Linked DNA regions of Mus musculus: all the other regions are linked to region 3. The links are chromatin contacts, called in public Hi-C and HiChIP or PLAC-seq maps. All regions are on one chromosome and are shown on one strand. The core of a region is the stretch at or near the end of the contact, and the rest is flanking DNA. Distances in the headings are between cores, read along the strand shown. Region 1 has its middle 16 kb from the start of Banf2os. Region 2 overlaps Banf2os (a long non-coding RNA gene). Region 3 overlaps Bfsp1 (beaded filament structural protein 1, in lens-CP94). Region 4 overlaps Banf2os (a long non-coding RNA gene).

What was found. Hi-C and Micro-C count contacts between places; a contact is called where the count stands out from the background. HiChIP or PLAC-seq counts read pairs in DNA pulled down with a chosen protein or histone mark.
Region 1: a contact with region 3 is called in a Hi-C map of B cells, with 2.3 times the contacts expected there. The contact joins two enhancer-like sites. A contact is called at or near these places in 7 of 15 datasets of contacts at CTCF or cohesin (CD8 T cells, the G1E-ER4 cell line, the NIH/3T3 cell line and 4 more), 132 of 484 Hi-C or Micro-C datasets (the 4T1 cell line, the AML12 cell line, B cells and 71 more), 25 of 115 datasets of contacts at active chromatin or transcription factors (the 230-238 cell line, the HPC-7 cell line, bone marrow-derived dendritic cells and 18 more) and 2 of 9 other capture datasets (bone marrow-derived macrophages and embryonic stem cells).
Region 2: an H3K4me3 HiChIP or PLAC-seq map of bone marrow-derived macrophages shows a contact between it and region 3, with 5 times the contacts expected there. The contact joins two enhancer-like sites. A contact is called at or near these places in 2 of 484 Hi-C or Micro-C datasets (natural killer cells and uterus), 11 of 115 datasets of contacts at active chromatin or transcription factors (bone marrow-derived macrophages, craniofacial prominence, embryonic stem cells and 6 more) and 1 of 9 other capture datasets (embryonic stem cells).
Region 4: a contact with region 3 is called in a Hi-C map of B cells, with 1.9 times the contacts expected there. The contact joins two enhancer-like sites. A contact is called at or near these places in 1 of 15 datasets of contacts at CTCF or cohesin (large pre-B cells), 4 of 484 Hi-C or Micro-C datasets (B cells, the G1E-ER4 cell line, embryonic stem cells and 1 more) and 1 of 115 datasets of contacts at active chromatin or transcription factors (large pre-B cells).

Annotation. Positions count from the first base shown.
Region 1 is chr2:144,222,641-144,225,803 of GRCm38.p6, reverse strand. No RefSeq gene overlaps it. Among named protein-coding and RNA genes, the nearest start is that of Banf2os, 16 kb to the right of the region's middle. Within about 2 kb of position 1,308, at least 83 of the 459 cell types and tissues checked have an H3K27ac peak or open chromatin away from gene starts, as enhancers often do. A contact at or near this core is called in B cells, CD8 T cells, CD8 central memory T cells and 6 more, where this site is marked.
Region 2 is chr2:144,163,706-144,166,595 of GRCm38.p6, reverse strand. The region is part of intron 2 of Banf2os (a long non-coding RNA gene); the gene reads left to right. Among named protein-coding and RNA genes, the nearest start is that of Gm5535, 24 kb to the left of the region's middle. Within about 2 kb of position 1,390, at least 378 of the 459 cell types and tissues checked have an H3K27ac peak or open chromatin away from gene starts, as enhancers often do. A contact at or near this core is called in bone marrow-derived macrophages, memory CD8 T cells and pancreatic cancer cells, where this site is marked.
Region 3 is chr2:143,836,907-143,840,166 of GRCm38.p6, reverse strand. All of the region lies in intron 5 of Bfsp1 (beaded filament structural protein 1, in lens-CP94), which reads left to right. Among named protein-coding and RNA genes, the nearest start is that of Bfsp1, 25 kb to the left of the region's middle. Within about 2 kb of position 1,311, at least 92 of the 459 cell types and tissues checked have an H3K27ac peak or open chromatin away from gene starts, as enhancers often do. A contact at or near this core is called in B cells, CD8 T cells, CD8 central memory T cells and 8 more, where this site is marked.
Region 4 is chr2:144,110,659-144,113,682 of GRCm38.p6, reverse strand. The region is part of intron 2 of Banf2os (a long non-coding RNA gene); the gene reads left to right. Among named protein-coding and RNA genes, the nearest start is that of Gm5535, 77 kb to the left of the region's middle. Within about 2 kb of position 1,547, at least 31 of the 459 cell types and tissues checked have an H3K27ac peak or open chromatin away from gene starts, as enhancers often do. A contact at or near this core is called in B cells, where this site is marked.

The DNA.
Region 1 (3,163 bases), core at 59-2,558, 390 kb before region 3:
CATAGACCTTCTATAGTTTGTTCCATATGTGTCTTTGGCACACACATACCTGCACTCCCTCCCCCTGGCCCCATCCCCCCTCCCCCCAGGCCTACTTTCCCTCTTTTCTTTCAAGTTTGGGAGGTTTCTATTGTCTCACATAGCTCAGGCTGGTCTTGAACTCAGTTGTAGCTGCCCTGGCGTTATAGGTATGCACCACCACGCCTGGCTGCCTCAGCCATGTCCTGTCTACTAATGTGGTGTCAAAGCCATTGCTCATTTCTGTTAAAACATTTATTTTATTTTTATTATTTTAAACATGTGTGCCCACGAGCACTATGGGCATGTGAGTGTCCATGCAAGTCAGAGGCTTTGGGTTCCCTTGGAGCTGGAGTTACGGGCAGTTGTAAGTTGTCTGAAATGGGTGCTGAGAGCTGAAGCTGGGTCCTCTGCAAGAACAGTCAGTATGTGCTCTTAAACCACTGAGCCATCTCTGCAGCCTCCTTACAGTGTTGCTGTCGTTGTTTATAAGTGTCTGTTTGCTTAGAGTATTTATCTAACATCTACCTTTTCCACTCAAGTCCTTATCTCACTAATCATATAGTGAAATATATCATATTAATCATGTGTGTGTGTCTGTGTGTGCGCGCGTGTGCTTGCGCGCTTGTGCATCTGTGTTTGAGAAGGGGTCTCTCTGTGTGGCCTCTGTGTAGCCAAGGCTGATCTCTAGTTCTCTGTTCTCTCAGTTTCCCTCGTGCGGAGATCACAGAGGTGCATCACCATGCCCAGTTGCACAAGGTTTTTTTTAAAGCCCTGGTCTGATCATTGCAACCTCCCTGCCCTATCAGATTCAGACGCTCGCTTTGGTCTTGTCATGCTTTTTACCTTTCAGCCTTGTAGGGTTTGTGGAAGTCAGGCATGGCGTAGCAGGTAAAAGGAACTGCAGTGGAAGACCTCTAACAGCACTGTGCTTCAGTGTGGGGGTAGAGGAAGATTCCGAATTCCCACGATTGCTCTCCGATCCTTACGGCGAGCCTGTGCCCCAGGCTGTGAATCCACGAGCCGGTTTCATCTTTCTCCTCTCATTTAGAGGAGCAGGACGGCTGCAGGAGGCTGCGGCTGGGATTTCCCTCAGCCTGGGTCAGCTCAACCTGGGTTCTGATTAGACTCTGGCAGACTAGGTTGTGGTAAAACGGTTTCTCTTGGAGGCAGACTTGGTTCAAAAGGACAGAGTGCTCTGGCGTATTTCACAGCCACAGAGCTTCCCATGCTACACGCCTACGCATGCACAAACACCAGTCATTACTGTGAGGACACCGTAACCTTAGAGCCACCAAGCGTGGGTGTGACCATCCTAGCCCTGATCGCTGAGCCATCCCTCTGACCTGTCCACGCTGTGCCCCAGCACACTGACAACGACTTTCGGGTGTCCTACCCTTATGCTGCTTGCTGTGGAAGCTTCTGCTGGTGGCTCTCACAGCACTGGGTCACACAGAGTCATCTATGTATCACTCTGCCTGTTGTTTTATTATTTTGTTTTGCATTTTTCCAGTGGTGCTGGGGAGTAAGGGCAGGGCTTTGCTCATGTTAGGCAGGCGCTGCACTCCTGAGCCACATTCCTAGCCTTGTCTCTTCTGTGTGGAGGGCGGTTTGCTTTGTGACCTCAGTTCTGTGACTTATTTGGGAAGGATGGGTTGTGTTCATTTTATTCCATCTTACTTAGTAAGCTGGAACAAGGATGTTCACACTGGTTGCTGAGAATTGAACTCAGGACCTCTGGAAGAGCAGCCAGTGCTCTTAACCACTGAGCCATCATCTCTCCAGCCCCCTCGTTCTTTTTTTAAGTTGTTGTTTTATGTATTGGCACAAGGGAACTGCTTGCTAAGCAACTCTGGGGAGGGAGTGGCTCAGTGGTGAAGCACTTGCTTTGATTGTTTGAAGCTCCAGGACTACACACACTGCACACACTCTCACATGCATATATATACACTCTCACATGCACACACACACACACACACACACACACACACACACACACATACTCTCTCATATGTACACACATATACATACACACACACACTCGCATGCACACCTACACATACATTCTCTCTTACATGCTTACATACTCTCTTATGCACACACACACACACACACACACTCTGTCTTATATGTACACACACTCTCTCACATGCACATATACACTCTCATGTACACACACGAACTCTCTCTTACATATACACACTTTCACATGCATATCTACACATACATACTCTCACATGAGTACATACTCTCTCTCTTATGCAAACACACTCTACATGTGCACACACACTCTCACATATATACACTCTCACATGCACACACACTCTTAAATACACACACTCTGTCACATGTACACACATTCTCTTATGCATACATACTCTACACACACTCTCACATACATACACTCTACGTGCACACACACTCTCTCACATGTACACACACTCTTATGCACACACACTTTCACATGTACACACATTCTTTTATGCCCACACACTCTACATGTACACACACATTCTCACATGTGCACACATACATACTCTCACACATGCACAACACTTTTATGCGCACATATGCTCATGTGCACATGTACATGTGTGCACACAGAGACACAGACACAGGCACATACAGACACACAGACACAGACACACACAGACACACACAGACACACACACATATACACACGAATACACCAATATACAGACTTCCCACACTTACTTTTAGTCAGTAGCCAACCAGTTGGTGCTGTTTTTGCTCTTTGCTTGGGTTCTGTTGAGTCCCTGGGGGTCTTTCCTGTGTATAAGCTGGTGGTCAGTTGGGGCTGACTGATCTTTTATGGCCTCAGCCAGGAGGACCTTGCTCTCCCCTTGCTCTTCCTCTAGCAGGCAGCTCAGCTGTTCCCTGGAGGCCTGGGCAGGGCTTAGCCACAGAGCAGAAAACTACAGGCTCTTTGTATCAGACCTTGCATCAGAATGACAGAATCACTTATTCTAACTCTTGTCAGGCATAGCATGTTACAGGAATATTTTGGATTCTAGGGGTAACCAGAGTAGTACCTCCACATCTTGACAGAAGTGTTAATGGATGGATTGAAAAGAGGAAGAAAGGGTTTGTTCTATCTTCAGGGTACTGACTAGAGCTTTGGGAT
Region 2 (2,890 bases), core at 141-2,640, 330 kb before region 3:
GGATTTCTTTGATGGGTGGAGGCAGGCCTAGGGGAGGAGAGTCACCCTTAAGCCACGAGGGCCTGGTCTGCCACTTGTGCAGCTGAGGCAGAAGAATAAATGTGCAACTGGAAATGCGTTCCTTCCTACAAGACACTTAGAAGTAGCTTTTGGAATTCCCTTGCTCTTTCTTCCCTCCCTCTAGGTCCTAGGCTTGCTTTACCTGCAATGGTCTTTTCATTTCTTGTCTACCCAGAAAACACATCCTTCAGGACTCAGCTTGAGTTACCTCGGGGCTTCTTTGGTGCCACGCCCACCCAGGCATAATTAAATGCATCCCTCCTGTGTTTTCAAGAGTAGGAAGCTTCAGCTACTTGCAGCACTTGCGGTTCTGCATATACTTAATAACTCATACATTCTTTTATCATGGCACCTCGGGATTGTTGGTAGGTGTTTGGACCTCTCATCTCGTGGCGGATACTCGGTGTAACCTTCCCGCTGGGACCCTCATTGCTTCTCTATGAAGCGTCTGCGTTTTACAGATGAGGACATACACGGGTGCTCAGATCCACTGCACTCTGGTTCTAAAGTCCACGCTGTTTCTCCTGTGAACTCTCGGAGGAAAGAAAGGAGATCTGGGTTCTACCCTCTCAGTGTCCCCAGATACTGAGAGGGTCCTGACAAGCGATCACCTAAATGCTGCACGAAATAAAAGAGCATTCCATAGCACTGATATGCAGAGGTTCGTTAAACCATTTCCCACGAGTTGCTTTATTCCCGGATATTCTCTCTTTCTTGGACTGGATTATTTCCTTTGGGTCAGTTCCTGGGAGTGGAACGTCTGGATCTGAGATGTGGCGCTTCCTCGATTCGCCACGTCATCTTCCGCCTTTGCAGAGCCCCGCCGAGCGAAGAGTGAAACGTTCCGGGCAGCCCTGAGAGCCTGGTTCTCACCTCGACCTTGACGCAGTTGTCCCGCAGGTGCCATTGTGCACCCAGGGCCCCCGCTGCATCCTGAGCCGCTGGGTTAGATCGCGACCGGGCCTGCGGGGTCCACTCCCCCACCCCATTCCACCACCCCCAGCTGCCTCGCTGGCAGCTGGATTCGGCCTGGGGGCGGGGACCAGACCTGGCATCTTCGCCAGGCGTCCGCAAAGCTCTGCTTCCTTATTTGGAGGGACGGGAAGTGGGGAGACAGAACGGAGGACAGGGCCTGGGAAGGAAAATACAGGGCAGAAGGAAGCGAAGAGATCACAGCATCTTAGGGGTGTGTACAGGTGTGTGTGTGTGTGTGTGTGTGTGTGTGTGTGTGTGTGTGTGTGTGTGTGAGTGTGTGTGTGTGAAGTCCCTTCTGCGCGCTCCTCCAGGACTGGAACGTGGCAGCTCTCCACCCTCCTGTAGTCATCCCTAAATCCTTAGCTCACCGCGGGGAGGGGCCCGGGCTGGAATCCCTCTAGCTGAGCAGGGCCGCTCCTGTGGCCAGATTGCGGTGATGGGGAGGCTCAAGGATACTGGCTCCACTTAACCTCCATGCCTGGACCTCCTCTAGCAGTCTGGTCTTTGTATTCCACTTTCAGCTTCTCTGGGGAGTTCCTCTCTGTTGTAAATTCCCAAAGGACAAATATACCCACAAAGGCAGGGGACATCTGTATAAACGACCAGCAAGATCCCCAGGGAAGCAAAGCTGACCAGTCTAAAAGGTGTTTAAACTAGCTGATAATTTTTAACGTACAATTAAGGGTGCCCAATTAAATTTGACTTTAAGATGGGCAATAAATTACGTTTTATCATAAATTTATTGTATGAAATATTTGATGAAAGAGTGTCTGAAATAATGCATGGCAGACAATAAAAATTATTCGTCGTTTAAAATACAAATCGAACCAGGCACTGGGCATTTTTATTTGCTAAATCTGTCAGTGCTAATTCCTTCGTTCCTTGCATTTAAACTCTTGGAATTTGGTATTCTTCCCTCTCCAGGTCTCCTCCCCTAACCAGCTTCCTTCCTTTTTGCTTTTTGGTGAAGACGTGGTTTCTCTGATACTGTCTTTTAATTTCCCTCCTTCTCTGGTTTTATTTACTTTAGCTAACTCACCCTGGGTCTCAATTTAAAAGTCTTTGATGCTACCGTTAGGGCTGGGGTTGAGGCAGCATAAGCTTTAGGGGGTGGGGGGGATTTCTTAAGGACACTGGAAGGAAATTAAACCTCCGAAAATATGCTTGATGCCTCTACGCACCGCCTCTCCTTTCTTTCTAAGGAAAATGTGGGTTGAGCTCAGTTTGTGTCACGGGAGCACAAACAGCTGAATTAAAGCCAAAAGAATTCATTCCTCAAGCCTCCACCAGCTGCAGCCCCGGCCGGCCGGCAGACAAATGTGTTTGTCTCTAGCTCCATGGGTGTTTTTCTCAGGGTTTCCATCCACAGCTGAACTTGTGCAGGGGGACCTTGAACCTGTAGGCTCAGAGGGACTTGAGGGATCTGAGAGATCAGGAAGAGCAGGGTTTCCCACACAGCGAGGCATGTGGCCGTCGTTTAGCAGTCCCCAGCACAGGTTGGCCCAGTCTCACAATGTAAGCTCACAGGAATTGTGACTAAAAACAAACAAAAAGCACCCCCCACACACACCCCCACAAAGCTTTCCCAAATGACTCTAGCCTGAGACCCTGGATACCAGATAGACCAGGGCTTCTGGCTTAGGGGTGGCAGCTGAGCATCCAACTCCCTTCTGGTTGCTAGGGGCAGCTCTAGTGTGCTACCCGTCTGTCTGTTTCTTCTTTGCAGCATCTTCTCTCCTCCACCCTACCCCAGCAGGACCAGCTCCATAAATCACTCTTCAATGGCCCCTCTCTCTCTCCTGTCTTCTTCTCTACTTCTTCTTGGGACACCTCCCTCATCACATACTGCCCTTGA
Region 3 (3,260 bases), core at 62-2,561:
ATGTGACTGAGGAAGTGGGTGTAGGCCCAGTCCCGGTTCTGGAGACTGTGGTTTTCAAATTGTTCCTTGAAATTCACCAGGTGTAAAATGAATTCAGTAGAATTGACTGGTACAAAAAAGGAAGAAAGCAGGCTGGAGAGATGGCTCAGGGGTTAAGAGCACTGGCTGCTTTTCCAGAGGTCCTGAGTTCAATTCCCAGCAACCACATGGTGGCTCACAACCATCGGTAGTGGGATCTGATGCCCTCTTCTGGTGTGTCTGAAGATAGTGACAGTGTGTTCATATACGTACAGTAAATACATAAGTCTTTATAAAAAATTAGAAGAAAGCAACACAATGGCGCTGGGAATAAGAAGTAACAGAATGCATGGCAGTGAGAAGTATACAAAGTTTATCCTGGAAAACTTTTGTCTTAAATGTATCTGTATATTTTTGACTACACATGTATTTGCTCAAATGCACACATATGATGTGGCCTATGGTGTGAACTATGTCACTTCCTGTGGTCTGGGTGACAAAGTTGAAAAACACAGCCCTAGATACTAAAAAGATCAAGGCCCTAGCCTCACATGGAAAATTTTAGTTCTGCGGGGGGGGGGGAGGGGGGAGACTGTTTGTCTTTCTTTGTGTGCACACATATTTTTGATGGCTATAAAACCATGATATGTATAGGAAGTGTGTGATCTATTGATGTAGGGTACATGTGCCTGCATGTGGGATGTGTGTATTGTGCATGTGTGCATGGGACTGAGGAAGCAGGTGCAGGCCTGTTATGGTCCTGGAAACCCATGTTTTTCAAACTCTTAGTTATAGTTCATTGGGTGGGAAACAACAGGCTTGGCCTGGTTTCTGAGTACATGAGGTATAACTGTTGGGTCAGGTCCTGTTCTCAGCCTCTGACACTACTGAGACTTAGCAGTTTATCTCTGTGTCTAAGGTAGGGTCTCACTTTCTCCTCTAGGTTCCCTTCCCTGTCCCTAGATTTTATTAGTCTGGTGAAGTTTGTGGATCCTTTCTCATAAAATGTTGTTGAAGGCAAAAAAAATTATTCAAAGCAAGCCAATTCTATAAAGATAGTTATCCATATGTTATCCAGTGTCCTTGACTCGAGGGGTCATGTCTGGATGAATCTGCAGCAAGCTGAAGTAACCTGAGGTGCACATGGCTTTTATATGGCCCACTTATCTATTACACACCCCAACCTTACAGCACAGCACCCTGTCGAGTGTAGGGTGTGTCCTGGCTGATACAGTCATGGCTTGCTGCCACACCACTGCTATGCACGAAGGCAAAATGCAAACAGGAAGCATGGCCTCTACAGAAAGCACAGTGCTTCCACACTGTGGTCAAGTGGACCAGTGCACGTCCATGATGCTCTGCAGGGCATGTACAGTCGCTTGTCAGTATCCAAGGGGGATTAGTCTTCACAACCCCACAGGTACTGAAAATCACACTTGCTCAAGACTCCAAAGTGCTTAGTGCTTGTATGTGAACTATGAAGTTCTCCCATAGCCTTGAACTCAACCCCAACAACTTATAACATCCAGGATAGTGTGAGTGGGTATAAGTAGTTTTATTTTTTATTATTTAGGAAATGATGACAAACATGGTTATACACACACACACACACACACACACACACACACACACACACATATATATATATTTTTCAGCAGAGGCATAATTGGTTGATTGGGACTCTTAGGATCCAGAGAGGTGACTGTTCAGTAACAAAATACTGAACATAACAAAATTGGTCTAACAAAATAACAAAAATTGGTCTAATGAACCTCAGGTGTGCCACCTTCACGGGTTGTCACAGCCCATGTATGTGACGTGGCTCCTGCGTATTTTCTCATTTTCACACTGTTCTGTAAGTCAGGGAGTGGGGCAAGCAGGTTGGTCTCTCTGTTCTGGGTCTCCCAGGGTGGCATAAAGTGTGTGTGTGTGTGTGTGTGTAGTCCACCTGGGCCCCTGCTGGAGGATCTTATGGGAGAACTTGCTCACAGTGTCGGGTGTGTGGTTGGTACAAGTCAATTCCGACAGGCTATAGTGGGGAGGACCCTGTTTAGTCAAAGAGGTTGTGCATTCCTTGGCCCAAGGCTATTCCACGCCAGCGCTGTGTGTAAAGTCCTGGGTCTAACCCTCTGCCTCCAACTTCTCCTCTTAGCTGCTGCTGCTGCTTCTGCTTCTGCTTCTTCTTCTTCTTCTTCTTCTTCTTCTTCTTCTTCTTCTTCTTCTTCTTCTTCTTCTTCTTCCTCCTCCTCCTCCTCCTCTTCCTCCTCCTCCTCCTCCCCCTCCCCCTCCCCCTCCCCCTCCTCCTTCTCCTCCTCCTTGGCTTATGTGATTAGGATTAATTTAATTAATTTAAATAACTTACTTTGTGGTGCTGGTTAAGGTTTTCGATGCTTCCAGAATGTCTCCCGGTTAGGACCTTCAGGGTAAGTTCCCTGGCCCAGCAGCATCAGCAGCATCTGGGAACTTGTCAGAAGTGCAGATTCACGGGTACATCCAGACCAGCTGTGGCCTGGCAACTCCTGTCGTAACAAGTCCTCCAGGCGGCTCCACAGGCATTAGATCCATGCCTCTAAGAACAGAGCCCGAGATTGGAGCTGGGGGCCTCTCCTTCAAGTCAGCCAAACACAGGTGCCCAAGTCCCCTGGGGATTAATTTCTTCCAGGCGGACAAGGAATGACAGACAATTCAGTGTCTTGACAGGACCTGAAAACGGTTTTATTGATTGGCAAACAGGATGAGCCCTGACCTCTTTTTCATCAAGGTTCTTTACCGCCATCTAGTGGTGAGATTCAGCATCAGCGCTTGATCAGGGCACCATCCCTGAAGCAAAACAAAACACAGGACATTTACACCCCCCCCCCCTCTCTCTCTCTCTCTCTCTCTCTCTCTCTCTCTCTCTCTCTCTCTCTCTCTCTCGTGTGTGTTCACTCGTGCATATATGTGCATGCATGTGTGGAGTTCAGAAGACAACTCTCACAAGTCTATTCTTTTCCTTTTATTGTTTGGGCCCTGGGGCTCAGACTCAGGTTGTTAGGCTTGGTAACAAGAAACTTTACCCACAAAGCCAACATGCTGGATATATCATCATCATCGTCATCGTCATCATCATCATCGTCTTTACCTAAATTAACCCATTTATTGTCAGAGGTTTCAAATAGTGATGCTCCCATTGGTCTTTAGATCCTTCCGTCCTCTGATGGCTCACTTGACTGTGACAGAATTGTGGTGGGTCCAGGCCCTGA
Region 4 (3,024 bases), core at 298-2,797, 270 kb before region 3:
GTCCTACGCCTGTGGATGGCGTCCCATATCAAGCAACTATGTGCTGATGGTGTTTTGTTTTGGGCATAGAGAGTTGATGCTCTTGAGAGGTGACCTTCGGTGAACGGGGGTGGGGGGTGGGGGTGGGGGGTGGTCCTGACATTTCTCATTGCTTTGACAAAATGTCTGAGAAGAGCAACTTAAGGAAGGAGTTCTAGTTTCATTTCTGTTGCTGTAATAAAATATCCCGATAGAAGGCAACATCTGGGAGAAAGGGTTTATTCAGTTAACAGTTCCCGACTGCAGTCCATCCCTGTGGGGATGCCAAGACAGGAACTCAGCAGCTGTTCACTCCATAGTGCTGAGCAGAAAGGAAATAAATGCATCCTTGCTTGCTTGCTTCTTTCTTACACTCTTCAGGTCCCAGTTGTCTAGGGCAGTGGCTCTCGACCTGAGGGGCCCAACTCCTTTGGGAGTTGCATATCAGATATTTATATATTGATTCATAACAGCAGCAAAATTACAGATATGAAGTAGCAACGAAATAATTTTATAGTTGGGGATCACCACAACATGTATTAAAGAGTCTCAGCGTTAGGAAGGTTGAGAATCACTGCTCTAGGAAACACCGATCTTCCACAGGCAAACCCACAGGCCAGCCCAATCTAGATAATTCCTCGGCTGAAGCTCTCAGGTGATATTTGAGGTTATGTCAAAGTGACAGTGAAAACTAACCCTCACAGAAATGTTCGTTTTGACTCAGTTTGAGAATGCACGTAAGGAAAAACCATGATGGCAGGGGTGAGAGGCAGCTGGTCACACGTATGCCTAGTCGGGAAGCAGAGACATTAATGCTGGTGCCCAACTCACTTCCTCTTTTTCATTCAAATGTGGACCACAACTCATTCCACAGTTCCTCAGAGGGTCCCTCAAGTGCCAAGGTTCATTGCTCAGCCCAATCACACATGCTTTCTGGAGTTATTTTCCCTGTCTCTCACCCCAGTTCTGGGTTCTGGGTAAAATGTCTGTGCACACTCCCCTGCCTCAGACCTCTTGCCGTAGGTGAACCCAAACTAAGACGCTGCACAAGTAGAGATTTTGAAGCCAAAGGAAACCAAGGTATCCCCAGACAGAGCAGAGAGTGTGGTCGTTTTGAAAAATAGCCCCTGGGTTTATCTATGCTGAGGCCGCTGACGTCCTCCAGACCTATTTGCTGGGTAGTGGTGGCCGAGGGCCACAGGCTGAAGACAGTAGAGACTGTGGGGAATCAGGAGAAGCCAGGAGAGTCCCTTCTACTTTCAGACTTTCCCCTCCTCCATAGCCTCATGCTGGTTGCAATGTGCCTCTGATCCTCCGCAAAGATCTCCAGGATCTTTTGGGAGGTGGTGCTGTGTCGGAAATTTTCTTCTGGAATTTTCCCGGATGAACGTTCTAACACTCAGTGGCCTGGCACCCTTCGGAAGCTGGATCTATCCTCTGCAGGGAGACAGCCCCTGTTCCATGCTATGCTCGGAAGTGTTGTCTGTCAGCTGCTTCCACAGCCAGCCAGCCAGCCAGCCCCAGCAGTGTGGTAAGCAACAGCCAATGGCAGAAAAAGAGACAGAGACATAACATAGGCATGTGTCTGAAGTCAGTCAGGAAGCCCATGGTGGCCCGAGTCTGGGATGCAGAAAATAGATCTTCCAGATGAAGCCTCAGGGTAACAGGCTAAGCTGTGTGCTTCCAGAGGACAAGGAGCAAAGGGACCCACCCCTCTGCTTTCTGGACCCATGGTTACTGGCAGCACAGAGGGCAGTAAGGAGCCAGGTACCATCATAACAAGGAGGAAATGTCCCCTGGTTGGCCGGGGCCCCACTGCTAACAGCAGGTTCTGAGAAACCCTGTCCTGCTCAGAGCCTCTCAAAGCAGCTAAGGCTTAGCCACGCCTCTCCAATCCTAATTCTAAGGCCATGGGTTACAATGGGTAAGAGGCAAAGGAAGAGAGAGAGTGGATGGGCCCTGCAGGGACTGAGGACTCTAGCCCTGCCTATAGGATGGCAGAGAATGGAAGAAAAGGGATGGGGGATGGGAGATGGGGGGAGGGAGGGAGGGAGGGAGGGAATGATATAAAGATATAAAAAAGTCCTTCTGAATCAACAACATACATCATCTTCTTGAAGTTAGGGCAATAAAACTGTAAATGTTTTTATTAAAATTTAAAGTTTGAATAAACAAGAAGCAGATACATACCGATTGTAAATTTAAACCTACAGCCAGTGCTTTCGGTGTTGTTGCTTTTTAAAATTGAAACAGTGTTGCGCTGTGGAGCTCAGGTAGGCCTAGAACTCATTATATAGCCCAGGCTGGCCTCAGGCTCATGGCAATTCTCCTGCCTCAATCTCCCAAGCATTGCGATTATACGTGGGAGCCACCCTGACTAGCCAATAGGTGCCTTTAAATAGTTTTTATCACCATGATTTATTTATGGGGATGTTACATATGCCGCTGCATGATTTCAAGGACAAAGGACAAGTCTTTGGAGTCCCTTCTCTCTTTCCACCATGTGGGTCTTGAGGATCAAACTCAGATCATCAGTGTGAATGGCAAGTGACTTTACTCCTGGTATCCCCTCACTGGTCCCTGAGACATCCTTCAAATTTTTTTTCTTTCAAAACTATTTTAATTACATGTATGAGTATGTCTGACCACATAAGCATAGATTGGCTCCATGGCGGCCAGAGGCATCAGGCCCCCCTGTGCAGCTGGAGTTACAGATAGTTGTTAGTGACCCGGTGTGGGTGTTGAGGACTCAATCCAGGTCCCCTGCAAGAGCAGCAAGTGCCCTTAATTAACCGAGTTATCTTTCTAGCCCCTAATCGGTGCTTTTCAGGACAATTCTAAGATGCTCGGCTCTAAGGCCTCTGGGTTCTGTGTAAGCGTTTCTCTGCTACAGAAAACTTCAGCACAATTCGTGAAGCACCAGATCAGGCCAAGGATGTGCCGGAGGCATTAAACTAGATCTTAAAAGAAAACTGAGTCACCATCTGTAGCTACCCCAGACCCTCA